Regions from separate parts of the Rattus norvegicus genome. Here region 2 is linked to region 1. A link is a contact called in public Hi-C data. All regions are on one chromosome and are shown on one strand. Each heading gives the region's core, a stretch centred on a gene start, on an enhancer-like site or on the middle of the called end of the contact. The rest is flanking DNA. Distances are from core to core; before and after follow the strand shown. Region 1 holds the start of Nexn (nexilin (F actin binding protein)). Region 2 overlaps Miga1 (mitoguardin 1).

The links. A called contact is a pair of places that touch in the nucleus more often than the background predicts.
Region 2: a contact with region 1 is called in a Hi-C map of psoas muscle, with 5 times the contacts expected there. The contact joins the enhancer-like site here to the promoter of Nexn in region 1. A contact is called at or near these places in 9 of 12 Hi-C or Micro-C datasets (the A7r5 cell line, the Rat2 cell line, frontal cortex and 4 more).

Annotation. Positions count from the first base shown.
Region 1 is chr2:243,874,725-243,879,697 of GRCr8, forward strand. It overlaps Nexn (nexilin (F actin binding protein)), which reads right to left and starts at 3,428. Exons shown (of 13, transcript NM_139230.2): 1 at 3,373-3,428.
Region 2 is chr2:243,914,053-243,919,297 of GRCr8, forward strand. The region is part of intron 7 of Miga1 (mitoguardin 1); the gene reads right to left. Among named protein-coding and RNA genes, the nearest start is that of Miga1, 22 kb to the right of the region's middle. Within about 2 kb of position 1,454, at least 26 of the 93 cell types and tissues checked have an H3K27ac peak or open chromatin away from gene starts, as enhancers often do. A contact at or near this core is called in the A7r5 cell line, where this site is marked.

The sequences.
Region 1 (4,973 bases), core at 2,178-4,677:
GGACAAGGATGAGAGATTCTAGAAGTGCTTTCTTAAAAAAAAAAAACAACAAAAAAACCAAAAAACAAAAACAAAAAACAGAGGGAGAGCCAGAGATAGGACTTGCCAAACCAGCTATCAGCCCCAAGGACATTGACCATCTGTAGCCACCCCCTCCCCTTCCTTCACCCCCCTGAGTGAGATGAGCCACCCTACCTGCCTGCCGAGCTGCTAGAGAGCACGTACTCCTTGCTGATGTAATTTCGTGCGGAAAGTAACTGTGCACCATTTGAAATGACCATGTGTAACCGCGAGAATGCCCCTAACCTCCCCTATATAAGCCCCCGAGTTTGGAAGCTCGGGGTCGATTCCTCTGTCTCCTGTGTGGGATACGTATCGACCCGGGATTCCGCTAATAGGGATCTCGTTAATAAAAGCTACCTCCTGCTGTTACATCAAAAAACAAAACAAAACAAAACAAAACAAAAACAAAACCCATGCTTTCTAAGTTTTCAGTTAAAATCATTCCATTTCCATTTTAGTTATCTTCCTTCTCTGGGCAACAAACTGACACATGTAAATCTACTAATGGTAACTTCTGCTTCTCACTCCATATCACTACTTAAGAGGGATTTTTGGTTGTTTGTTTTGTTTTTGAGGCAATATCTATTATGTCTCTCTGGCTATCCTGGCATTACTATGTAGACCAGGCTGGCCTTGAACTCACAGAGATCCTGCTTTAGCCTGAGTGCTGGGATCAAAGGCATGCACCACTACACCCAGCTTCCCCCATTGTTTTCAACTGTGTGTGTGTATGTCTGTGAATTTTATAATACAAATTATGATGGATAATGAACATTTCTCAGTTTAAAGCCACCCATTCTAGAGTGTAGAAAGCACACTTTCATAGGCAACAACCAGATAAACCCATGGATGTACAAGCACTGATTTCCATACCTACAATAACACCATTACCAAAATGCATACTGGAGGGGCTAAGGCGAGGCTTCAGCAGTCACTGATTTTGTAGAGGATCAGTTCCAGGGCTTCTGACTCCCTCTCCTGGCCTGTGTGTACACTGTAGGCACACAGTGCACACACATACATGGAATCAAACCGTATACACACACACACACACACACACACACACACACACACACACGCACCACTACAGTAAAATAAGCCACACTACACAGTGAATATTTAAATTAAAAAGTAACAATTTCAAATGTAATTAATTTTAAAAACAGAAGAAAGACCAGGACAGGAAGAACACAAGTGATGTGGACCAGATTGGTTAAATAAGAACAGAAACATGCAATGGTCAGTGGGTGACTGGTCATTTTCCTCTGAGTGAGGAAGGAAGCCATCATGAAAAGACAGCTGAGAGACTTCTGTCAGCGCGTTTTTATCCCACGTGCCCATGGCTTGACAGTCCCTGGCTCCATTCCTTAGGCTCATATAACTACACGTATAACTCTCAGTTGAGAGAGTTTTGAAATACTTTATTCTTTTGAGGTTTTCAAGATAATAGAGCTTTCTCCCCTCAAATGGAGCCTGTCAGTTCAGGCATTTGTGTTCTAAGCAAACTAAATCTATTATGTCTGTATTATGTACACTGGCTATCCTGGAACTAGCTATGTAGAGCAGGCTGGCCTCGAACTCTCTCTGCATGTAGTGAATCTCTACAATGTACACACACAGTCGCTATGCTTTTCACAAATGACACCCCAATCTAGAGCTTCAAGTGAGGTTTCAGGGCGAAGCACTCTTCCAAACCCAGATAATACATTCCTTAGCTGATGCTAAATATAGTCTTCTCACGATGACATACATTCTGACAATGATCAGCTTACATGTCAAAGTTTCTAAAATAGCACAGATTCCATTTTAAGGTAAGCAGGAAAGATTGCTCCTTTGTATCTCTGGAAATCTATTAAAACTGATTTGCATCAAAAGCTGCAAGAAGGAAAACTAGATTTAAAACCTTTTTGTCGCGGTTTTTGCATTGTGCTCTCCAAGTCAAGTGTTGCAGGTAAAACACAAAACTCTACACGGTTCTCTTTAAATGGTTCCTCAGAAGCAGCAGGCGAAAGACAGAATACTGAGCTGGGTCTGAGGGTGCCGGCCTGCAATTCGACTGCTCTGGAGGCAAGGACAGAAGGTTCACAGTCCTTCCTGTCTGTACTATGGAGTGAGTTCAAGGCTAGCCTGGAAAACCTAGCAAAATGAATATGAAACAACCCAGTGGCAAGAGAGCTTGCCTAGCAGGCACCAACTACACAAAATGCGATGTTTATACTACAACCGGCCCCACACACAAAAAAGAGGCGCTCCTTCCGTTAACTGTGCACTTTCCCATACAAACACACCTGAACTCAAAACAAAACAAAAAAACAGAGACATGCATTTTCTTACAGCAGCAGTTCAGCATATAAATGAATAATATTGGGTGAAATTTTATGTAATTTTGCAATATCGTGTGACCAAGATGCTCTAAAAACTTGTTTTGTTTTGTTTTTTCCCCACAATACCCGGAACACACTTCTGCTGAGACTCGTGCTACGGGGGCCGCTGCTCCTTAACAAAATCTGGCCGATGAATGACGCTCTGGTCTGTTTGGTCAGAAAGTGATTTCCTCGTAGGGCTTCTTTTCTCTGCCTGTCTGTCTTCTTCCAAGGGCAGTCACTTTGCGAGGGCATACCGTATGCTATTTTTACCACGTTATCTACGCTCAACTCCTTGTCCACACTGTGGCCTTAAAAATAAATGCTTATCTCAAGCCACTGAATAATCACCTAATCTCTCAATTTGCTCGTTCTTCATTCAGACACACACACACACACACACACACACACACACACACACACAAACACACACACACAGAGAGAGAAAGAGAGAGAGAGACGCGTGTATGTATGTATATGTGTATATAAACATGCATATGTTGCATTTGAACATCTCACAATTTATTTACTCCGACACCTAGAGCTAGCTGCTCAACCTCCAAGCATATTCCCTTACCGTTGGAGAGCAGTTTGGAGACCGAGCTTGGCAGGCTAATAAATCCCTTATTTTCCACCTTCCACGGGGACCCATCCGCAATTTCTTTAAAATCCCAGCCACTGCCGGCGGAGCCCGCAGTGGGGCACATGTTGGATGCCACGGTGAACTCGCCCGCTCGGACCCTAGGGGTCCCGGCGGAGAGTGTACACTCATACGGCGACCTGGAAACACTCTCCCCCAAATTCAGCGCCCAGATGCCGGTGGAACAGAAGCGCCGGGCCTGGCGAGGGACCCCCGCCACCCCCGCAGCTCAGGCCGGTCCCGCCGAGCGCAGGCTACCCCGCGGGCCCGAAGCCCCGCCGCGTCCGCCCAGCCCAGCCCTCCTACCCGCCTGCCGCCGCCGGGGCGCCGCTCCTCCCGCTCCGCGCTGCGTGTCCGGCTCTGCGCGCTGCCCCCGCCGCTCCCGCCGCCCGAGCCCGCTGGCCGCCGCGCGCCAGCAGCAAGTTTCCATAAAAGTCCTGGTGCGCAGCGGCTCCCGCATTCCAGACGGGCCCAGCGCCCGCTGCAGCTGTTCCCGGCCCAGGCCAGCCCCGCCCCCACCGCCGCGCTGCTCGGGAGGGTGGAGAGTCACCCGGAGAGAAGAGGGGCGCTGGCTGCCACCCGGGCTGCCTCCTGGCAACCTGCCGGGCCGTCCCTCAGTTTCTCTACCTGCCCTAGTAGCCCATAAAACTTGTGGCTAGCTTCCCCCTTTCCGTGGAAGGAATGGGGCAGTGTGAAAACGCTGTCTGTCTGTCTGTCTGTCTGTCTGTCTGTCTGTCGCTCCTCTTTAACCGCTCCTCTTTAACCTCGAGGAGAGATAACTGAAAAAGACGCTTAAGGAAGCGAGACGAGGTTCTGTACTGAACTGTTCACCTCTCCTTAGCGGAAGGCAATACAACCCCGCTCTCCCACACCATCTAAAAAAGCACCCCGTGAGTGTTAGGCACAAGCCGGCCATGAAAACTACACGTGAGTGTGAAAGGCCGAACTGAGGAGCATGTAGCTCTATGAGTAGCATGTTTGTGTCATAAAACAAGGCCCCACGGTCACCTCCCAGTACCACACAACAAAACCAACATTAGGGAAACAAGTTAGTCAGGGCAGGGCCCATCCCAGCACCTAGGAGGCAAAGGCAAGAGCAGAGCTAGCCTTCGCCATGGAGACTTTGAGGACAGCCTGGGCTTCAATAGGACCTCTTTCGGAAATCCCTAAGGGTTTGCCATCCGGTCCTTCACCATCCATCACCAGGAGGGGAAACTCAACAGGAGGCCAGATTGTCCCTTTCACCCTTCAATACCATCACCTGTTCCGTTCACGGGAATGTCTACAGCCTCATACAATCGCCCTGTAAGACCCCTTCCCTGTGTTGCCCTCCTTCAGCCTCTCCTGGAAGCTCCTCCAAGCAGTCTCCGTGTCTACTGCCATGCTCTTGGTGTCTTTCCCTCGATGGGCACTTAACTTATAATTGTATCCTTGTTATGATTTTTTTAAAAACTGACGGAAAACCCACGAGAGCTAAATTAATCCCTTCTGAGGGCAGCTCCTCACTAGGCCCGCTTTTTTTTTTTTTTTTTTTTTTTTTTAGATTTTTGAGTACACTGTAGCACACCAGAAAAGGGCATCAGATCCCATTACAGATGGTTGTGAGCCACCATGTGGTTGCTGAGATTTAAACTCAGGACCTCTGGAAAAGCAATTCGTGCTCTTAACCACTGAGCCATCTCCCCAGCCCTTTATTCTGATTTTTAAAGGATGAGATTTTGTATTTCTATCCAATAGCCTCATCAGATTATTAAAAGCTGTCCATTCTCTCCATAAACACCGAGAGTATCCTGCTGCCACGGGTAGTGTGTGTCAGCAGAGCACGTTAGAACATTCTCAAAACCCTTTGGGGTCACATAAGACCATCAGAAAACACGGACATTTACATTATGATTCATAACAGTAGT
Region 2 (5,245 bases), core at 204-2,703, 37 kb after region 1:
CAAGGAGACCCCAATAGAAGAGTTAAATACATAAAATATCAACAACAACAACAAAAAAAAAGGAAAAGAAAAAGAATGCAGACAGAGTGAGAGCAGTTGCCCTGCCATTAGTGTCACAGTCAGGATGAAGGAGATTCGAAAAGGTGCAGTGGGTAGTGTTCATGAACACAGAATGCACTGCTATCACTGCCCTCCACACGGGCAAATGCATTCCTTACAGGCCTTGGGCTTCTTCCACAGTGGTTCTACATCCACACTGTTCTCAGGCTCCCGTTAACATCTAAAAGCCACATTCTTATTGATCCACTCAAGCCTCATCCCCTCCAAATCAAGTGATCCCTGAGGTAGTGTTGATGGTTAAAATCGTGAGCTCAAAGCCAGAAAGTTTGCATTGAAGTCGGGACTCCATGACTTACTAGCTGTGTAACCTTGGAAGAGTTCATCTTCTCCATTTCCTGGTGAGCTCATGTAAACACAGGAATACCATCCGCCTGCCTCTAAGAATTAAATGTTAATGTATATAAACATCCAAAGTTAGCAGTGTAAAACTGCATACCATTAGGTAAGCTATTTCTTTCTGCTGCCAAAGCATAAAAATAAGAATAAACACAGAAGAACAAACCAATCCTTGGGCCAGAAGAATGAACTCCCATAGGGAGTGCTTTCTTTGGTTCCCCCAATAATTTATCTGCATCTTGAGAGAACCAAGGACATTAAAAGCATTAAATGTCGGTTCATGTAAACTAGTGTTTGTTACTCGTTGTTATAAGCTGGTGGTTCCCATGAGAACCACAGCTAAAGGGCCTAACATTAATTTCCTTAAGGTCATTTTGTCTACCATGAGACTTTAACATGTTTTCAGAGTCCTTTTAAAATTTTGCTGTTTCTAATACTGAGCCCTAAGTTAACCATGAGAAATTAATTTATGAACCTGAAATACGGTTTTACCCTTTAATGAATGAAAACAACCTTAGAAGTCCTTAAAGCTTCCCACAAATGATGATTACATGTTAATGAAGTTCTACAAATCTTCAGCTGCTACCCTGGCTCTCAGTGGAGTAGCTTTTTTGTTGGGTTAGTTGATTGGAAATCTTTTAAAATAATAAGCAAATCTAAACATTTCTTAACTGTCTCTGCCTTTCTTTGACACCTGGAAGTTTACACGATTCTTGCAGAGACCCTGACAACGCTCTTCTTTGCAAGACCACTGGGACTTGGAGGGTTAACTTCAGCTCAGTTACGCAGCAGCCCCGGTCTGACTGCACTCCAGCCTCTCCCCTTCTCAGCCTTGTTATTCCTGTTACTTCATTTTTTCCCAAAAAAGGATCTGCCTTTTTTTTTTTTTAACGGAAGGAAAAGGAAAGAAAGCCAGAAGCCCTTTCAGCCGTGACTCTGGCCCTTGGGCCTGGCTTTACTTCCTCAGATCAAGCCAAGTGAGCTTTCTGTGTCCCAGCTCTGCAGTCCCTGGGCACATTCTATTTCTGTTATTGAGAAGGCACTGGGTCTATTTTAGTCTCTACAGACGCTAGTGGAGATTCCAGGGATGCCTGTCTTCTTTTATAACCCCACACTGTCCACGTAGGCTTTAGGATACCAGTTTGAAAAGGGAGCCTGCACACTGTCTCACTGTCACCTGACTGAGGCTGGCACGTCTCCACGAGAGTTTTCACACCTCAGCTACAACCTGAAACCGTGCTCTCTCTGCATCTTTACTGAGATGAGTAAGTTCCAGCACCCAATAAGTGTGCTGTAGTCTTAAGTTGTTCAAATCATCCACAGTCTACAAAACTTTCTACTGTGGCTCTTTTTTGGGGCAGTTTTGTGTGTGTTCGAGGGTTTGTTGTTTGTTTTGAGACAGGATCTTAGTATGTATCCCTGGCTGTCATAGAACTCACGCTGTAGACCAGGCCAGTCTCTGCCATGACACTCATCCCCTTTTGTGTGACAATCTGCTACTCATATTGTAACCCTGCACCACTACCACCCAGGTTTTAAGATGCTAAAATAGTTTGAAAGAAAGAACAAAGTTAAACTTATAAGTCAAAAACAATCTCAGAAGGGAAAGACTACATTTTGAAATACTTTTTTGATTAAACCCTTCAATGGCCTCTGTCCTGCTAAGGGAAGCACTGAGATCCAATGGTCCAAAAGGCTGGTGAGTTCTGGATATGTTCTGAGTGCTGAAGCTTTACTTAGAGACGATGACGCATGTGCGGAAACATCTTGGCATGGTGGCACAGTATAAAACAGACTGCCGGAACAGTTGTGTCCGCTCTTCCCTATTTATCAAAACACTCACACATCACGACAGCAGAACAGGACAACTGTGACTCCCAACTGTGAAACAGGGCTGCCAGTACAAACTGGGTGACTCGGGAAAGGGGGAGGGGCACCCACACTTAGGTAGTAGCGTTACCTCTCTCTTTCATAAAATGACTGAAGTAAGATAAAACTAAGAATGAGTTTGCAGTTAGAGTTACAGCCTTAATAGAACCAATAGGTACAACTGCTCTGTATACTACAGAGGCTTGGTCAGAGGACAAATGAGCACAGAAAACTAGTCCAAATGCCTTCTTCCTGGAGGAAGGCATTGAGGGCCTTTCTCTAATACTACTAAGGCCTTACATGGCCAAGTGAAGCCCTCCACAGATAAATCACAGCTATGGAAATATGATTTGGATTAAGAGGCAGAGGTAAACACTGGGTACCCTTTGTTTCTGGAGCCCACAGCACGGTGACTGTATTGGCCACCACTGAATGTGTCCTGATCTGCAGAAATGACAGGAGCTCAGCTATATTTTGTGGTATTAGTAAACCGTCTGAAATTAAAATGATGGGGCTGGGGATTTAGCTCAGTGGTAGAGCGCTTACCTAGGAAGCGCAAGGCCCTGGGTTCGGTCCCCAGCTCCGAAAAAAAGAACCAAAAAAAAAAAAAAATGATAAGGCTTAATACTGGAATTACTAACCACATTTCTCAACTGCAGTGTAATTTGAACTCTGTCTATTTAGAGAACTGAGTATATAACTTAAGTCTGGAGTTCAGGTCACTCCCTAAAAATACAGCCTCAGGAGGTTACTCTCCTGTGACAGTGATTCTGCAGGAAAAGAAGATTCCAGTCTCACCCGTCACCTCTGGGCTGTTTGATGAGGAGAGCTGAGGTATTTCTGATTGCAGTCAAGATGGCTCAGGGTCTCTGGATGCTCTCTCTGGTTACTTACCCAACCTGAGAACTGCCTCTGCCCTGGGTAGGAGGTGCTGTTTTACAGTTTCTCTTGTTCTCTGCCAGACGCTCCCCTTAGGGGACCTCTCATTGACTCAAACAAAATACAAAGCCCCAAGAGACACAAGCACTTCTACAAAACATGAGTTCCAAGAAAGGATTAGACACTGAAATTATACCAACCCCCCTTCCACAATCTCCTTCAGCAAGCACATGGCTTGACTTGACATCTAGATAATTCTCTGTGGCTCACTTTTGCTTCTCTGGCCCACCCTTGTAGGTTTCCTGCCATGTGTACTGTTGTGCTGTGTGGCTCTTCTGTAGCTTGATTCTGTGGCTTGCTTCCTTCCTGGCAGGCCTGCTGTCTGTTTTCAGGTCATTCCTTCCATGAAGCCTTCTTATAAGAGTCCAAAGAAGACTCACATGCCTCTCCTTCAGTGTTTCCGCAGCCCTATACACCAGCTAGGCTTACTCCACTGCACTGTTTAATCTGTGATGGCTGCTAGACTCCAGACTCTAGCTGACTAAAACTGTAGTGAGAGCTTCACCTTTTCCTGGCACCTCTTGCCCTGCTTTCTATATACAAAGAAATAATGACGCTTGGGCTATGTGTGCTGGTGTGCTCCTGTATGCCAACATGCAGAACACATGGCATTTCAACCTACTGTGTGTGTGTATGTGTGTGTGTGTGTATGTATGTATGCATGCATGCATACACACATACAGGCACATACAGGCACATACACCACGGCCCATGAGTGAATATCAGAGGACAAACTTGTGGGATTCAGTTACATCCACCATGTGGGCTCCAGGGACCCCAAGTGGACAGACAGACAGCCTTGCGCTTATATCTACTGAGCCATCTGGCCCGCTTAGAAGCTGACTTTGAGGCCAATCTACGCTATGCAGTGAGGTGTCCATCTAAAAACAAACAAAAATAACAAAACCACAAAAGAAAACAAATTTTTCTGAATACATATTCCGGGTCTAAGACCCTCAGTTTATTCTGCTCAAACCGTGGATCGTGTGGCGGCCAAATACCTAGAGGATTCAGACATCGCAGCAGGACCTTTGACCTGTAAACATTCCCGGTTTGTTTTAAGGCCTAAACCAACGTATCTATCCCTATACAGCAATGTAAAAGAATCTCACCATCAGAAAAAAAAAAAACAAACCCACAAACAAAACCCCACATCCAACACTGATCTAGATCTCCAGAGTGTCTTCTAATACTGGCATTGCAATATAAATTTCTATAAGAAAATAAGCATATAAAATATAAAGCCTAATTAGTTTTAAAGGAAATTATAAGTTAATAAGCTAGAACTTCATTCTTGTAGGCCCTGTTAAACAATGTCTACAAAGCAAGCTCCATACGTTATAAATCGCTTTTTTAGAATGCCATTAAATTCAGCAATTCGGCCCTACACGAACACCCTAACCAGTGAAGGCCAAGAACATATTGGGCTGGAGTGGCTCAAGGTTAGAGCACTTTTCTAGCATACAAGGCACTACAATTGATTCCTAGAACCACAGATTAAAAGAAAGGGGGTTGGGGATTTAGCTCAGTGGTAGAGCGCTTGCCTAGCAAGCACAAGGCCCTGGGTTCGGTCCCCAGCTCCGAAAAAAAGAAAAAAAAAAAAAAAAAAAGAAAGACCGATGCTAATTCCTGAATATTTTATGATTCTCAGCCATGATTCCGTCTCCACTAACATAGACAACCTTTGGATCTGCTGCTCTAAAACACACAGTGCACTACGCAAGCTGGAGCTGACACACACCAGTGTCAGATGCATGATACTGGCTTCCCTGCACGACCTACCAAAAGGCCCTTTCTAAGGTGATGTCATTCCTCGGTGTCAGGCTTTAGATTCCGTACTCTACCAATCACAGTATCTGTGAACAGCTAAAAAGAATCTTCTATCAAAATACATGAAAGGCAACAAAATAATGAAGATAAAAATTTCTATTTATTGTAAGATATAAAAACTATTGTGTATCTCATATATATGAAAACTGTC